Regions from separate parts of the Sus scrofa genome. Here region 1 is linked to region 2. A link is a contact called in public HiChIP or PLAC-seq data. All regions are on one chromosome and are shown on one strand. The core of a region is the stretch at or near the end of the contact, and the rest is flanking DNA. Distances in the headings are between cores, read along the strand shown. Region 1 holds the start of UBQLN1 (ubiquilin-1). Region 2 holds the start of KIF27 (kinesin-like protein KIF27).

What was found. HiChIP or PLAC-seq counts read pairs in DNA pulled down with a chosen protein or histone mark.
Region 1: an H3K27ac HiChIP or PLAC-seq map of alveolar macrophages shows a contact between it and region 2. The contact joins the promoter of UBQLN1 here to the promoter of KIF27 in region 2. A contact is called at or near these places in 1 of 5 promoter capture datasets (fetal liver) and 1 of 2 datasets of contacts at active chromatin or transcription factors (alveolar macrophages).

The regions. Positions count from the first base shown.
Region 1 is chr10:31,273,193-31,280,342 of Sscrofa11.1, reverse strand. It overlaps UBQLN1 (ubiquilin-1), which reads right to left and starts at 4,427. Exons shown (of 12, transcript XM_021064658.1): 1 at 4,170-4,427; 2 at 3,285-3,904. The coding sequence starts at 3,464. It overlaps LOC110255669 (a long non-coding RNA gene), which reads left to right and starts at 3,797. Exons shown (of 2, transcript XR_002336308.1): 1 at 3,797-3,929; 2 at 4,653-6,031.
Region 2 is chr10:31,024,058-31,031,537 of Sscrofa11.1, reverse strand. KIF27 (kinesin-like protein KIF27) reads right to left here and starts at 5,405. Exons shown (of 19, transcript XM_021064656.1): 1 at 5,238-5,405.

The sequences.
Region 1 (7,150 bases), core at 3,178-5,677, 250 kb before region 2:
ATTAACTATTTTCATAAACAGCACCGTTTTAAATTTTTGCAATTTATTTAGTCTCACAATAGAAGACAACCGGATTTTCACATCTGTCTAGATATCTCACTTCTTAGATTCTCAAAGTGGGTGTTTTGTTTTTGAGAAAATTAGAGTGAAAAACACAAATAATACCTCAGAACTATTATGAAAGTACTTCTGATATCATGACCCTTCTGGAAGAGCTCTGGGGACCTCCAGACTGTATTGAGAACTGCTGCTTGAGTAATAGAAAGCAGAGTAATCACAGTGAGATACTATTTCATACAACTAGGAAGGCTGCAATCAAAGACAGACATCAGAAAATGGAGAGTAACTGGAATCATCGTGTACTGCTGGTGAGAATAAAAACGGCCACTTTGGAAAAGAGTTTGGCAATTCCTCAAAAAGTTAAACACGAACTATCACGACTCAGTAATTCTACTAGTAGGCATATGTAAAAGAAACATGAAAACGCTATATCCACAAAAAACTTGTGTAAGTACTCACATAGGCATTATTTATAACGATCGAAAAGTAGAAACAAACCAAATGTCCATCAACAGAAAAATGGAGAAATCAAATGTGATATATACCCATACACTGGAATATTATTTAGCAATAAAAAGGATGTACATGTCTACAACTTAAGATGATCCTTAAAAACATTATGCTAAGCAAAAGAAACCAGTCACAAGTTTTCAAAATGTGGTGTGTATTTTACCCCTCTAGGACCTTTCTAATCAGTCCAACCACATCTTGAGTGCTCAAGAGACAGATGTGGCTGAAGGCACCACAGTGGAGAGGCATTCTAGATCTACACTATAAAATACAATTTTAAATGATGTTTGTGATAATGATACTGAGGTGTTGTAATTTCCCTTAAGAAAAGGTTCAATTCTACTCAGTACAATATTCACATTATGTTTAAGTACACTAATATTTTCTAAAAAATTCAAGTGACATACACTGCCTGAATATTTTAGGGAACTGTATTTCAAAATCTTATAATCTAGAGAGCTACAAAATCCTAGAACAAGCTAATTAAAAGCTAGTATATGGAAGCACCCTTCCATTCTCTGCACTAACTTTAATCATTCACACACAAACAACAGCCTTCTGGAGGTATACTTTTTCAGAATAATGTATTAAGAAAATTTACATTACACAGAAACAGTGAAATAGATTTTAAATTACAGAAAACAGAATTTGCCTGATACAGTCTAAGCCTTCAATATTATCCTTTTGTAGGTCTCTTGCTACAATAACTAAAATAAAAAAGACTGATATTATCAAATGTTAGTGGGAATGTGGAGCAACAGGAACTCCGACGCACTATCAGTAGGACCGTAAAAGAGCACAAGCATTTTTTAAAAACATAGTTCCCTGTGAAACTAAACCTACAGCTACCCTATGACCCAGTCATTCCACTTCTAAGCATTTAACATGAAAGATACAAGCACCTGTCCAATCAAAAGATTTATACAAGAATGTTCATAGCAACTAACTGGAAACAGCCCAGGTGACCCTCAACTGGAAAATAAACAGATTACGGTGGTATATCCATACAAAGTAAGAATCATAGCAATGAAAAGGAACTGCTGATGATACACAAGGAGTCTCAAAAACACTAAGCTGAAAGAAAAAGCCTTACTCAGAGTACATACCCAATAATCCCACTTATGTGAAATTCTAGAAAAAGCAAAATGAATCCATGGAAGAAATCAAAACAGTGGTTAACGGAGGAGAGTCACTGAACTGACTGGGAAAGGGCAAGGGGGAAATTTCCTAGTCAATTATAAAGTTCTACAACTTGATAAGGCTTCGGATTACACAGGTGTATGTACGTGGGAAAACTCATGGAATGGCAATTGTGCGCTTCACCGCAAGTCAAATTTAACTAAAAAAAATTTAGGTTAAAAAAATGAATTCAGGTTAATGATAGGCACATTACTAAAGTGCTTTTTAAGAGTAACATGTACTAATGCTTAAAACTTACCCTGAAATGCATCCGAAAAAATAAAATTAATTGTATGACAGAGCAAATAAAGCTAGATACTAACTGTAGGCAATGGACACATGGTGTTCACTGCACAATTATTTCAATTTCCCTGTATGCTAGAAAACATAAAAACGTTAAGGAAATTTTTTATAGTTATATTGAGGGAAAAAAATATGGTGATTCAATAGGTGGTCAAAGTTTCTCACTTGATGCTACACACTCTACTTACTACTTGACAAAACACAACACCTTTCAGAATTATATATACAAATGCCCTAATCATTTATTGTTCCTAGGGACATTCACAAGTACGTTTCAGTAATTTTTGCTTCTTCATAAACTGTTCACGCTGAGATCAACTCAATAATTGTAGAAAATATCCTGAGACGTATATTCAATAAGCTAAAACAATGTGTTAAATTCCTCAAGACTATTAACTGCGGGATTTGTATTCCTGAACAGATTTTAAGTAGCATATTTGCATGTTCTCCATTAACTCCAATTTCGTTGTTATCCGACTGCATACGCTAATATCTGAATAACGCAGTTCTCCCACTAAAATCAAACAAAAAACCTCCCCAATGATTGGCATCTAAGCGATGACAAATACACTTTAAAAAAAGACCAGCAAATCGTCAATGAAAGTCATCCCCTCTTCTGTTTAAGCCTAGTACTAGCACTTAAGATATGGCTGAAAACAATTTCTACGTCATAGTTAATTTTTTCTTTAAAGATTGGAAGATGGGAAAATTTTCAGCACTCAAAACGCAGAACCAAATGTACACGTGCTCGTCATCCCCCAATCCACCTTAACCTGTAGGCAGGTAAAACAATGAGCATCCCCTTTTTTTTTTTTCACGAGACAAAATCGCAGACTAGGCTAAGGCGAACCCTAACCCAGACTCCACCCCGCCCGGAGCCAGGCGGCGGGTCCCTTTCCTTTGTGAGGAGCCAGAAGGAGGCGGCTGGGGGCGGGGAGCTGGAGGAGGAGGCTGGGGGTCTGTGGACGCCCGAAGAAGGAGCCGAGAGAAGCAGCATCTGTTCATCCCCCAAAAAGGCCGCGCGGCCCCCGCCACAAACCTGCGATGCCCCCAGGAGCAAACCCACGAACTTGGGTGTGATCGAATTTGGGATGAGACGCGGGAGAAAGGATGAGGGCACCTCCGGGGACGACCCCCACCACCGCCAAACCCTTGCAAAACCGTCTCCTCCCACGGCGGGCGGAGGTCCTGCCGCCATCCCCACTACGCCCCGAGCCTAGGGCGGCCCTCACCTGCTGGACTGAGCTATTCTCCGGCACTGCGAACTCCTCCTTCTCCTTCGGGGTCTTCACGGTGACTTTCATGATCTTGGGCTCGGCGGAGGCAGCGGCCGCGGGGGCGCCGGCACCTTCGGCCGCGGCGGCGCTGTCCTGGGAGCTCGGAGGGCTGCCGCTTTCACCATTCTCGGCCATGGCGGCGACGGCGGTGACTCAGGCGCGCAGGAGGGAGCGGGCGAACGAGGGGGAGCCAGGCGACGCCAGAGCCGGCCGGCCTGGGCAGCGGAGAATGTGGGGCACGCTGCCTCGGTGACAACGGGCGCAGGGCTGTCCTAGCGGGCGAGGGGCCGCGAAGCTTGGCGTGGACCCCGGCGCAGGCCCGGGTTGGGCGCTCGGCAGCCGCCGTGTGTTCAGATGCCGCTCGCTCACAGCGACATCCGCAGCCGCCGCCGCCGCTTCCTCCTCCCCGCCCCTCCCCCCCACGTCCCTCTGCCGGCGCCGCGCGGGGCACGCCGGGTAACGCGGCTGGAGACGTAGCCGAGTCATGCCAGGCCGGCGCCGCTTGGGACTCTGGCTGGCTTTTTTGCCCTTTCCTGCTCCATTGCTCAAAGCGTAGGCGCGTTCAGAATGAAGGACTAAAAACAAAGTGGGGTAGAAGAGGTCAGTTCATTTCTTTTTACCCCTTTCACCAAAAAATAAACTCGCGTGTTCTCGGGGAGACAGAAAGGGCGCAGAGGGATGACGTCACGGCTAGCGAAAGTACTGGAAAGGGGTATCGACCACTGGGCGCTGCGGCTGGAGATGCGCGTGCGCGCTGGTGGGCCAGGTAGTTTCCCCAACCCCCTCACCTTACACCCCCCCTCCCCCCGGTGGCGGTGCGCACCCCCTTAGCTCCCGTACCTGCTTTGCGTAGCCTGCTGCGAGGAGGGTCTAGAACAAATGCCCGCAAGGTGTTTCGTTGATTTTAAATGTGCTTGATTCTTACCCACTTGGAAGCTTTAAAACACTTGCTCTTATAGCCCGGTGCGCGAGAGTTGAATTATGAATTAATGGAGGAAAAAAATCCTCGTCCTAAGAAAAGGAAAATGGAGTACATGCCTGTAGCCACCTTGCGCAGTTTCGCGGAGTCACTGCTCCATGGCCAGAGCTTCCCACCCTCGGGTCAGTCCCGTTTGGTCAGGTGATCAGGCCACCTGTGTTGACAGTGGCCTCTCCTGCGTTGACAACCCTGCTAGTGCATCCTGGAGTTCTCTGAATACTATCCCCCCAAATGTTTGTGGCACAAGCAGAGTACCCAAGAAGTGCCCACCCAACTGGGACAATTTAATGAAGCTCAGGTGTTCATTTTATATTCTTTCAAATTAAGTTACTGCTTCATTTCAGACTTCAAGTGGCATTAAAGTTTCGAAGATTATATTCAATGAAACATGGGTACAAATAAGAAACAGTAAGTTAATTTCCCTCTAAAGAATTCTAAATTTGAAATGAACTTATCATCTGCCTTTGAAGATGACTTGCAAAGGAATGTACAACACAGGACATGAACTTTATTAACCAGTATTGCACAAGTGTAAACTCTGACACCCCACCATGATCCAAATATGCAAGGATACGTACTGTATTTCTGTTCTTAAGCCATCCAACTCTGTTCTGGTTATAAGTACTCTTACATGAAGACCACTTTTTAGCAGAGCTCCTTTGGAATCTCGGTCTAAGAGGAGCTCTCAAAGTGTAAATTGCAACATAGGCATCATCTGATATCAGCTACATTCCTGGCAGCTTGTTCAATAATAGCATGAAGAAGTTACACAAGGCTCTCTGCTAGAAGATGACTGTTTGTTTGTGTCTGGATGTGAGGTAATCATTACTTGTCAAGGTGGAAAGTTCTGCCATTGGAAAACCAATCATTTATCTCTAACCCTACACTTAGGAAAAATTTCTCTGTAATTATTTATATCTACATCAATTTCTACAAAAATTCTGATGACTATGCTCAATTTATGGAGTAATAGAATTTATCTGTAAGACTATGTAGTTAAGTAATTCATTAGAGCCCTTTTTGGATACAACTCTACCTTGTAAGAAACCATCGAAAGACTAGATAGTAGCTGTATCGGGCTTTGTGGACCATACATTTTCCATCTCAAATACTCAGCTCTGTGCTTGTAACAAAGAACAACTGCAGACAGTGTATGGGTAACTAAGCCTCCCTGTGTCCTGGTAAAACTACTTACAAAAACAGGCCTAGGATCTGATTTGGCCACAGGGTGTCTGAGGCATATTCTTTTGAACAATTTTTGTTTGTTAAATGATTGGTGAAACAAATATAAGAGCTGGAGGTCCTGTCGTGGCACAGCAGAAACGAATCTGACTAAGGACCGTGAGGTTGGAGGTTCAATCCCTGCCCTCGCTCAGCGTGTTAGGGATCTGGCATTGCTGTGGTCGTGGCTGTGACTGGCACCTGTAGCTCCAATTAGACTCCTAGCCTGGGAACATCCATATGCCTCGGGTGTGCTCCTAAAAAGAAAAAAAAAAAATTTCAAGAGCATATGTCATTCATTTTACAAACATTAATTGAGCACATTAATGTCCAAATACTATGTTGAGGATACAGAGGAAAATAAGAGTCAGTGTCTGCCCTCAAAAAAGAGGCAAGGGAGTTCCTGCATTGTCACTGCTGTGGCACGGGTTCAATCCCTAGCTCAGGAACTTCTGCTTTCTGGGGACATGGCAAAAAAAAAAAAAAAAAAAAAAAAAAAAAACAGAGAAAGAAAGGAAGTTGGATGGGATGGGTAATGGGTAGGAGGAGATGGAGTGAGGAGTCTCCCAGTACTCATTTCAGAGAGACAGCAGTGGGTGATGGCTTGAAGTGAGACCTTAATTCTCTGCTCAGGAATTGAACCTGGGCAGCCTGAGTGAAGACCAGGAATCCTAGCCACCAGAGTAGCTAGAGGCTTAAAGCAGAATTGCCCTCTTTCTTGCCCCCTGTCGAAAGCAAGAATGTTTCAAGAAGGCAAAGATTGTAAAAAATAGGTATAAAGTTTATTGTTGGAAACACAGTACAGTGTGTGGGAGAGCACACAGAGAATTTGTTTATCTAAGGCAGAAGTAAAGTGGTAATACACGCCCAAAGGAGTGAGGGTGCAGGTATAATATAGCATTATTAAAGTAAGTCACTTATATAGAACAGTTCTTCCAGGTCTTTGTCTTCCTTTGGCAATTACCTTGTTTTACCTTTTACACTTGACCTGACCCAGAGCCCTCCCTGATCTCCATGCACATCTTTTGGACAAAGTGGAGTCCAAAGCAAAGCATGGTGGAGAGGTTCTCTTGACTTATTATGACCTGGCATACCCTCCCTTTCTGACCCAGAAGGGTCTCTCTGTGCATGTATAGTTGGGGTCTCCCTGGCCCCAAGGACGGGAAGAATGTGACTTCTTGGTCTTTTGATCAAGCAGGGATTATTAGCCCCTCTTCTGATCCTGTCATTATCATTGTTTAACAAGTTCTCAGAAGACAAGTACCAGTTATTTGCCTTGTTCCTGTTGTTATTTCTATCTTGAAATATAGATAGGTGGCTGGTTGTAAATGTTTGTCCTGGAGCCCATCTATCTTCTGCTTCAAGAAGTGTAAATAAGAGGCTAGTTGCAAATTTCTATCCTAGAGCCCATCTACCTCCTGCCTCAGTACCATGCCAATAAGTATTTAATAAACACTCAAGAAAGCAAGCTTTGATTTTTTTAGCATGTGCCAGTTTCCTTGATATAATGCTACTTACAAAATGGCCAATCTCAAGCTACAAACTTGAGGTCGTTGCTCACAAAACTGCTGAAATTTTACCATTCAGTTCTCACAAGACAATGTGAGCAGCTCTAACTGGA
Region 2 (7,480 bases), core at 4,156-6,655:
AAACAATGCAAGCCTACCTCTACCCTGATCCTTCTCTGTGGCCCTATTTTTCACTCCCAAAACTCTTCTAAGGGGGGCACAGTCTTTAAGGCATTAATCTGCTGTGACCCACCTTTGCCTGGCAAAGCCAATAAAGCTTTTTTTTCTCCTTTGCTAAAAAAAAAAAAAAAAAAAAAAAATTGAAAGTCATAGATCTGATAAGGATTTGTAACTAGAGTATATAAAGAACTAGAACAAGTCAATAATAAAAAGACAAGCCAACTCAAAAGTGGGCAAAGAATCTGAAAAGACAGTTCTTTGAAGATGATATAAAATTGGCCAATAAGCAATCCGAAGATCCTCAGCATCATTAGCTATGGGGAAATGTGATCAAATCCACAATGAGATGCCACTTCACTCCAACTAACACAGCTCTAATAAAAAAGATAGATCATAATAAATTTTGGCAAGAATGTAGAGAATACAGAACCCTCATGTACTCCTGACAGGAATGTAAAATGATGTAGTCTCTTTGGAACAATCTGGCAGTTCCTCAAAATGTTAAACAGAGTTATCATTTGACCCAGCAACTCCACTCTTAGGTGTATATACCCAAAAAGAAATGAGAGCTTATGTTCACGTAAAAACTTGTACATGAGTGCTCACAGTCTTGGGAGGACAGTGTTTACGTAAAAGTGAAAAAAAAAAAAGTAACAAGTAATCTATGTTCAAGTACAGATGAAAAATAATCAGTTTGGGTGGGACTGGGATCACTGGAGAAGAGTCTTGAACACTATTGTTCAGTAATCTAGGAGACTAATGGACTAAAATAACATTTTCAGGACTACATGCAATGGAAATGTTAATTAAGGCATATTTAATATTCATTAGTCTTCAAAAAAAACCTCTGCAGCAATACTGTGCATTTACAATTTTGTTAGTGGAGGCAGGATTAAGCTGGCAGAGTAGGACTGGAGCTCAACTTCCCTCATAAAAGCAACAAAATTACAACCAACTGTTGAACAACCTTCAACCAAATAGACTGCAAAGGATCAAAAAAGATATCCTACTTCAGAAGACAAAGAGGAAGCCACATCCAGACAGTAGGAGGGCCAATTATGCTGATTACACGACATAAGCAACCCCATATCCACCAGGTGGATGGTCCACAGACTGGAAAGTAACTGTACTGCAGAGGCTTACCCACAGGAGTGAGAGTTTTGAGCCCCACATCAGGTTCCTACACCTGGGTATCTGGCATTGGGAGGAGGAGCTCCCAGAGCATTTGGCATTGAGGGCCAGCAGGACTTGTGCATAGGAACTCCACGGGACTGGGGGAGACTCCACTCTTGAAAGGTGCACACAGGCTTTCATGTGCACTGGGTCCCAGGGCAAAGCAGAGACTCTATAGGAATCTAGGTCAGACCTGCCTATGGTTCTTAGAAGATCTCCTGGGAAAACAGAGGGTGACTGTGGTTTGTTGTGGGGGAAGGCCATTGGAGGCAAAGATCTCAGGAATGATCAATAGTGTGAGGTCTCGGAGTTCCCGTCGTGGCGCAGTGGTTAACGAATCCGACTAGGAACCATGAGATTGCGGGTTCGATCCCTGCCCTTGCTCAGTGGGTTAACGATCCGGCGTTGCCGTGAGCTGTGGTATAGGTTGCAGATGCGGCTCGGATCCCGCGTTGCTGTGGCTCTGGTGTAGGCTGGCAGCCACAGCTCCGATTAGACCCCTAACCTGGGAACCTCCATATGCCGTGGGAGCGGCCCAAGAAATGGCAAAAAGACAAAAAAAAAAAAAAAAAAAAAAATAGTGTGAGGTCTCTAAGGGTGGCCATTTTGGAAAAATCTGGCCCCACCCATCAGGGCTGAGAAATCTCAGGCCAAACAATAAACTAGGTGGGAACACAGCCTCACTCAGCAGTCTGCCTAAAGACCCCTGGCATACAGCTGCATCTAATCTCACCCAGAGAGAAAGCCCCAACCACCAGAGGGATAAAAATCAGCTCCACCTACCAGTGGGCAGGCACAGTCCTTCCCATCAGGTAGCCTATAGCAAGCCCCCCTACCAATTTCACCTACAAGGGGGGCAGATACCAGAAGCAAGAGAGGCTATAACCCTATAGCCTGCAAAAAAGAGACCACACCAAAAATCTATACAAAATGAAAAGGCAGAGAATTATGACTCAGATAACGGAACAAGAAAAAAAAACCAGGAGTTCCCGTCGTGGCGCAGTGGTTGATGAATCCGACTAGGAACCATGAGGTTGCGGGTTCGGTCCCTGCCCTTGCTCAGTGGGTTAACGATCTGGCGTTGCCGTGAGCTGTGGTGTAGGTTGCAGATGCGGCTCGGATTCCGAGTTGCTGTGGCTCTGGCGTAGGCCGGTGGCTACAGCTCCGATTCAACCCCTATCCTGGGAACCTCCATATGCCGCGGGAGCGGCCCAAGAAATAGCAACAATAACAACAACAACAACAACAACAACAAAAAAGACAAAAAAAAAAAAAAAAAAAAAAAACAGAAAAACAGCTAAGTGATCTGGAGATTACCAACCTCCATGAAACAGACTTTAGACTAATGATAGTAAAGATGATTCAAGATGTTGGAAATAAACTGGAGGCAAAGATTGATAAATTACAAGAAACACTGAAAAAAGAAATAGAAGATTTAAGGATTAAGCAAGCAGAGATGTAAAATACAATAACAAATAAAAAATTCACTACAAGCAACCAACAGCAGAATACAGGAGGCAGAAGAACGAATAAGCAAGGTGGAAGACAGACCAGTGGAAATCACTGATGTGAAACAGAAAAAAGATTGAAAAGAAATGAATACAGTCGAAGAGAACCCTGGGACAACGTTAAACGCACTAAAATCCGTATTATAGGGGTGCCAGAAAAAGAGAGAGAGAAAGGGCCAGAGAAAATATTCAAAGAGGTAATAGTCAAAAACTTCCCTAACATGGGAAAGGAATCACTCACTCAAATTCAAGAAGCACAAGTACTGTACAGAATAAATGCAAGAAGGAACACACCAAGACACATATTAATCAAACTGACCAAAATTATAATTTTGTGAGTGGATAATCTAAAAAGGAGCACAACAACAACAAAAAATTTACATCACTCTACTAAGAGCCCACTGAGAGTGAAGAAAATATCAGCTCCCCTGGGCTGTAAAATCCCAAATCAGAGTCAACAAACTAATGGCCAAAGAGATGCATCTAATCTTCGCAGTTTTAATCATTCTGGTGAATTTCTACTATTTTTCAGAAATAATACTCACGAAATGAATATTTATTGGAAAAATAAATACTCGTAAATTCAGTAAATCTTTTCTTGGATAATTAAGGGCTCTACAATCATTTGGTACTGGAAACTTTTCCAAAGAAATGACAGGGATGTATATGACTTGGTTCGTCCAAAAGTCTCTGAACACTCAGAAGGTTTTGTCATAAAGATTAGTTTATTTCTTTTTTTTAAATACCACCACATTAAAACAAAAGTCATGGTCTATGTTAGGCTAAACCTAACCACTTCCAACAAAATTGCTGATAAAAGATGCCAAGTGAAATTAAGATATTTTTTGCTTTCTTGGTTTTTTAAATTATTATTATTATTATTATTTACTTATTTATTTATTTGTCTTTAGGTCTGCACCCGTGGCATATGGAGGTTCCCAGGCTAGGGGTCAAATGAGAGCTGTAGCCGCCAGCCTACGCCAGAGCCACAGCAAGGCAGATCTGAGCTGTGTCTGCGACCTACACCACAGCTCATAGCAACACCAGATCCTTAAGCCACTGAGCCAGGCCAGGGATCTAACCTGCGACCTCATGGTTCCTAGTCGGATTTGTTTCCCCTGCGCAACGACAGGAACTCCCGGGTTGTTGTTTGTTTGTTTGTTTGTTTGTTTGTTTTTAACAGGAATGCCTATAAACAATCTGACTACAAAGTCAATAGAAATTCAGCTACTCTAAAACCGGTAAGGGCCTATAAACTGGTAACGGTCCATAAACATACAGATGGCACAAAAATACAGATATATATATATATAAGAATTTATGTTTCTTTTTAAAAATCCATACCACTTACACGTCTTCAGATTTTGATCAATTACAGCCATCAGAAGCATAGGTATCATCTCACCAATAAACGCAAAGAAAGGTGAAATCTGATTGGCTGGTAATATTTAGGAACACTCAGTGGAGTTTTGAAATCTCAGTAACAAGAGAAGTATTTGATCACTGATGCCATGTCATTGATCCAAAAGTGTCTATGTTTGCCATCCTGTGCCCTTGGCTTTTCAAAAGTAGTAATTGTCTAAAAGTTACAGTTTGTAAGTAATAAATAGTTTCATAAATTCTCTGGCAGAGTTCCCATGGTGGCTCAGTGGTTAAGGGACCTGACTAGTATCCATGAGGACATGCGTTCGAACCTTGGACTCGCTCAGTGGCATTACCTCGTAGCTGTGGTGTACGTCGCAGACAAGGCTCAGATCCTCCGTTGCTGTGGCTGCGGTGGAGACCCACAGCTACAGCTCCGATTCCACCCCTAGCCTGGGAACATACGCTGTGGGTGCAGCCCTAAAAAAAAAAGAAAGAAAGAAACTCTGGCAAATGGACAGTGAATCCCACAAGGATCTCAGAAAAGGCCCCCGAAGCATAAAGAACTAGATGGAGAAGATAGGAAAGAAAGGGAAACCACAGAGATTTTAAAACTTGGGGAGAGAGAAATTTTATTTTAAAATTGTTTCAAAGGAAGAATGCGGGCATCTTTCCTTCTCAATTATCACCTACTCTAAGGAAAGGGCTTTCAGACTTCCAGAGTTTAGAATGCACAAAAATTTCAACATCCGCCTGTAACAAAAGGAAACCCTCAAGGAGGGTGGACCTTCCTATCCCTCTTCAGATCCTGCAACTGGAAATATGAACACAAGAAATACACAGCATCCGATTCAGTGGAGCTCGGGCCGGGGTTCCCGCGCGCCCCTATCTCCAGGCCCTCCTAACTCAAAGGGCACCCAACTTTTCCAAGCCGCTTGCCAAAGGTCCCAGCAACGACCCCAGGCCTCTCGGGCGCTCTCCTCGGCCTCGCTGGCGCCCCACAGCCCCTCAAGCCACGCCGCGGCGGCTCCTTGCTCCCTAGCCGGCGCCCCCTCCTCCCAACCGCCGGGTGGGGACACCTGCGCAGAGGGCGGGCGGGCGCCGCACCAGACCCGGCCCCGCCAGCCTGCCCCGGCCCGCCTGCGACTCACTGACCGGTTCGAGAAAGCCCGGCTCCGGCGGCGAGCGCAGCGCAGGACTCCTCGGCTTCACTTCGCTCCGCTGCGCCGCTGCTACCGCCGCCGCTCGCGCCTTTTGTTGTCGCGGGTTCTCCCGGCAACGGGTGAAGCCAGCCGCCGACGCAGCCCCGCCCGTCAGGGCGTCCCGCGGCTCCCCGGCGCCCCCCCCCAGCTCCGCCCCTCCAAGCTCCGCCCCCTGGACCCGCCCGGTCAGGGAAGGAGCCTAGAGCCGGCAGTCTGGAAGTCCGCCTCCCATATCCGCTCCAAAGTAAATGAATACCCAGGGACCCCTCAGAGTGCTGAGACAAAGTAACGCTCCACGAGTTGTAAAGTGAATATGAGAGTCACATTACTTTGGAATTTTATCTACCGATTCTATTTATTTTTACGGAAGCACAAAAATCCACATAACATAAAATGAACAGTTTTAAACTGTACAATTCAATGACGTTTTAGACATTCGCAGTGTTGTGCAACCATCACCTCTATTTACAAAACATTTTCATCACCCCCAAAAGGAAATCCCCATGCCTCTGAGCAGTCACTCCCCCAGTCACTGACAACCGCTATTCTGCTTTCTGTTTCTGTGGACTTACCTGTTCTGGGCATTTTGTATGCATGGAATCTGTGGCCTTTGTGTCCGGCTTATTTTGCGAAACAGTGTTTTCCTGATTCACCCATGTTGTACCATGTATCAAGACTTTTATTCCTTTTTGTGACAGAATATTTCTTTGTACAGACATACCACATTTTATTTATCCATTCATCAGTTAATGGACATGTGGGTTTTTCCATTTTGGGAATAATATGAATAATGATGCTATGAACATCATACACAAGTATTTAATTCATTTTTTTCAGTTCTTTTGGGTGTAGACCTAGGAATGAAATTGCTGGGTCATATGGTAATTCGATGTTCATCTTTTCCAATTTAGTTTTAAATTTCTCAGTGCCTCCCATTTTTAGTAGCACAATCTAAGCATCTTCAAAAAGCAGTCCTTTTTTTCATGAAACTTACAAGTGAAGAGGTAGGGGTGGGGGGGAAGCTGTTAAGTTATGAAATAGATTTTTTTTTTCTTTTTGTCTTTTTAGGGCTCCACACACAGCACATGGAAGTTCCCAGGCTAGGGGTCCAATTAGAGCTGTAGCCACTGGCATACACCACAACCATAGCAACGCAGGATCCGAGCCAAGTCTGCAACCTACACCGCAACTCATGGCAATAATGCCGGATCCTTAACCCACCTAATGAGTCCAGAGATCGAACCTGTGTCCTCATGGATGCTAGTCGGGTTCCTTAACCGCTGAGCCACTACAGGAACTCCTAAATTAGATTATTTTGAATTTTGAAAATTCAAAGATGTGAAAATGTTAATTATGTTGCATTTTTGGAATTTTTTTAAAAATTGCCCTTCATGACTGTAAATTGATAGGTCAGACTAGCCTGCTGACAAAACTGCAATGATGACAGTAACAATTTAGGTTTGAGAATCCCAGAGAAGACTAGGTAGCAAGTTTCAAGAGGCTACATGATGGCAGACAAAGTCAGCAAATGCATACCAGGATTAGAATAGAACATTTTCTGTTGCCCCCAAATTGGTGTCTGAGTACAGAGTTGAAGAGAAGGTGTCACTTAAGTTCCCCACATTGTAAAGTGGACACTAGTCATTGTCATCCCCTGCATCCCGAGGGTTTACAGCAGAATAAGGCTCATTCCATTGCAACTTCAGCCGTATCTCCTTTTATTTATTTATTTAAATTATTTTTTGCTCTTAGGGCTGCACCTGTGGCATATGGAAGTTCCCAGGCCAGGGGTGGAATCCAAGCTGCAACTCCCAGCCTATGTCACAGCCACAGCAACACCAGATCTGAGCCACATCTGTGACCTACACTGCAGCTTGCTAGCAATTCTAGATCCTTAACCCACTGAGCAAGGCCAAGGATCAAACTTGCATCCTCGTGGATATTAGTTCTGTTCTTAACCCAATGAGCCACAACAGGAACTCACCCTATCTCCTTTTAAAGCCCTTGTAATAATGGGAAAAAAATAAAAATCATCTAAAATTAAAAAAAAAAAACCCTGTAAACCAGCTATAACGGAAAAAAATTAAAATCATCTAAAATAAATAAATAAACAAAGCCCTTATAAGAGGGACTTGAGGTGCTTAATGAGAGTCATGGGGTCTTAGACCTTGTGGAGTTGGAAATAAAGGGTTCACA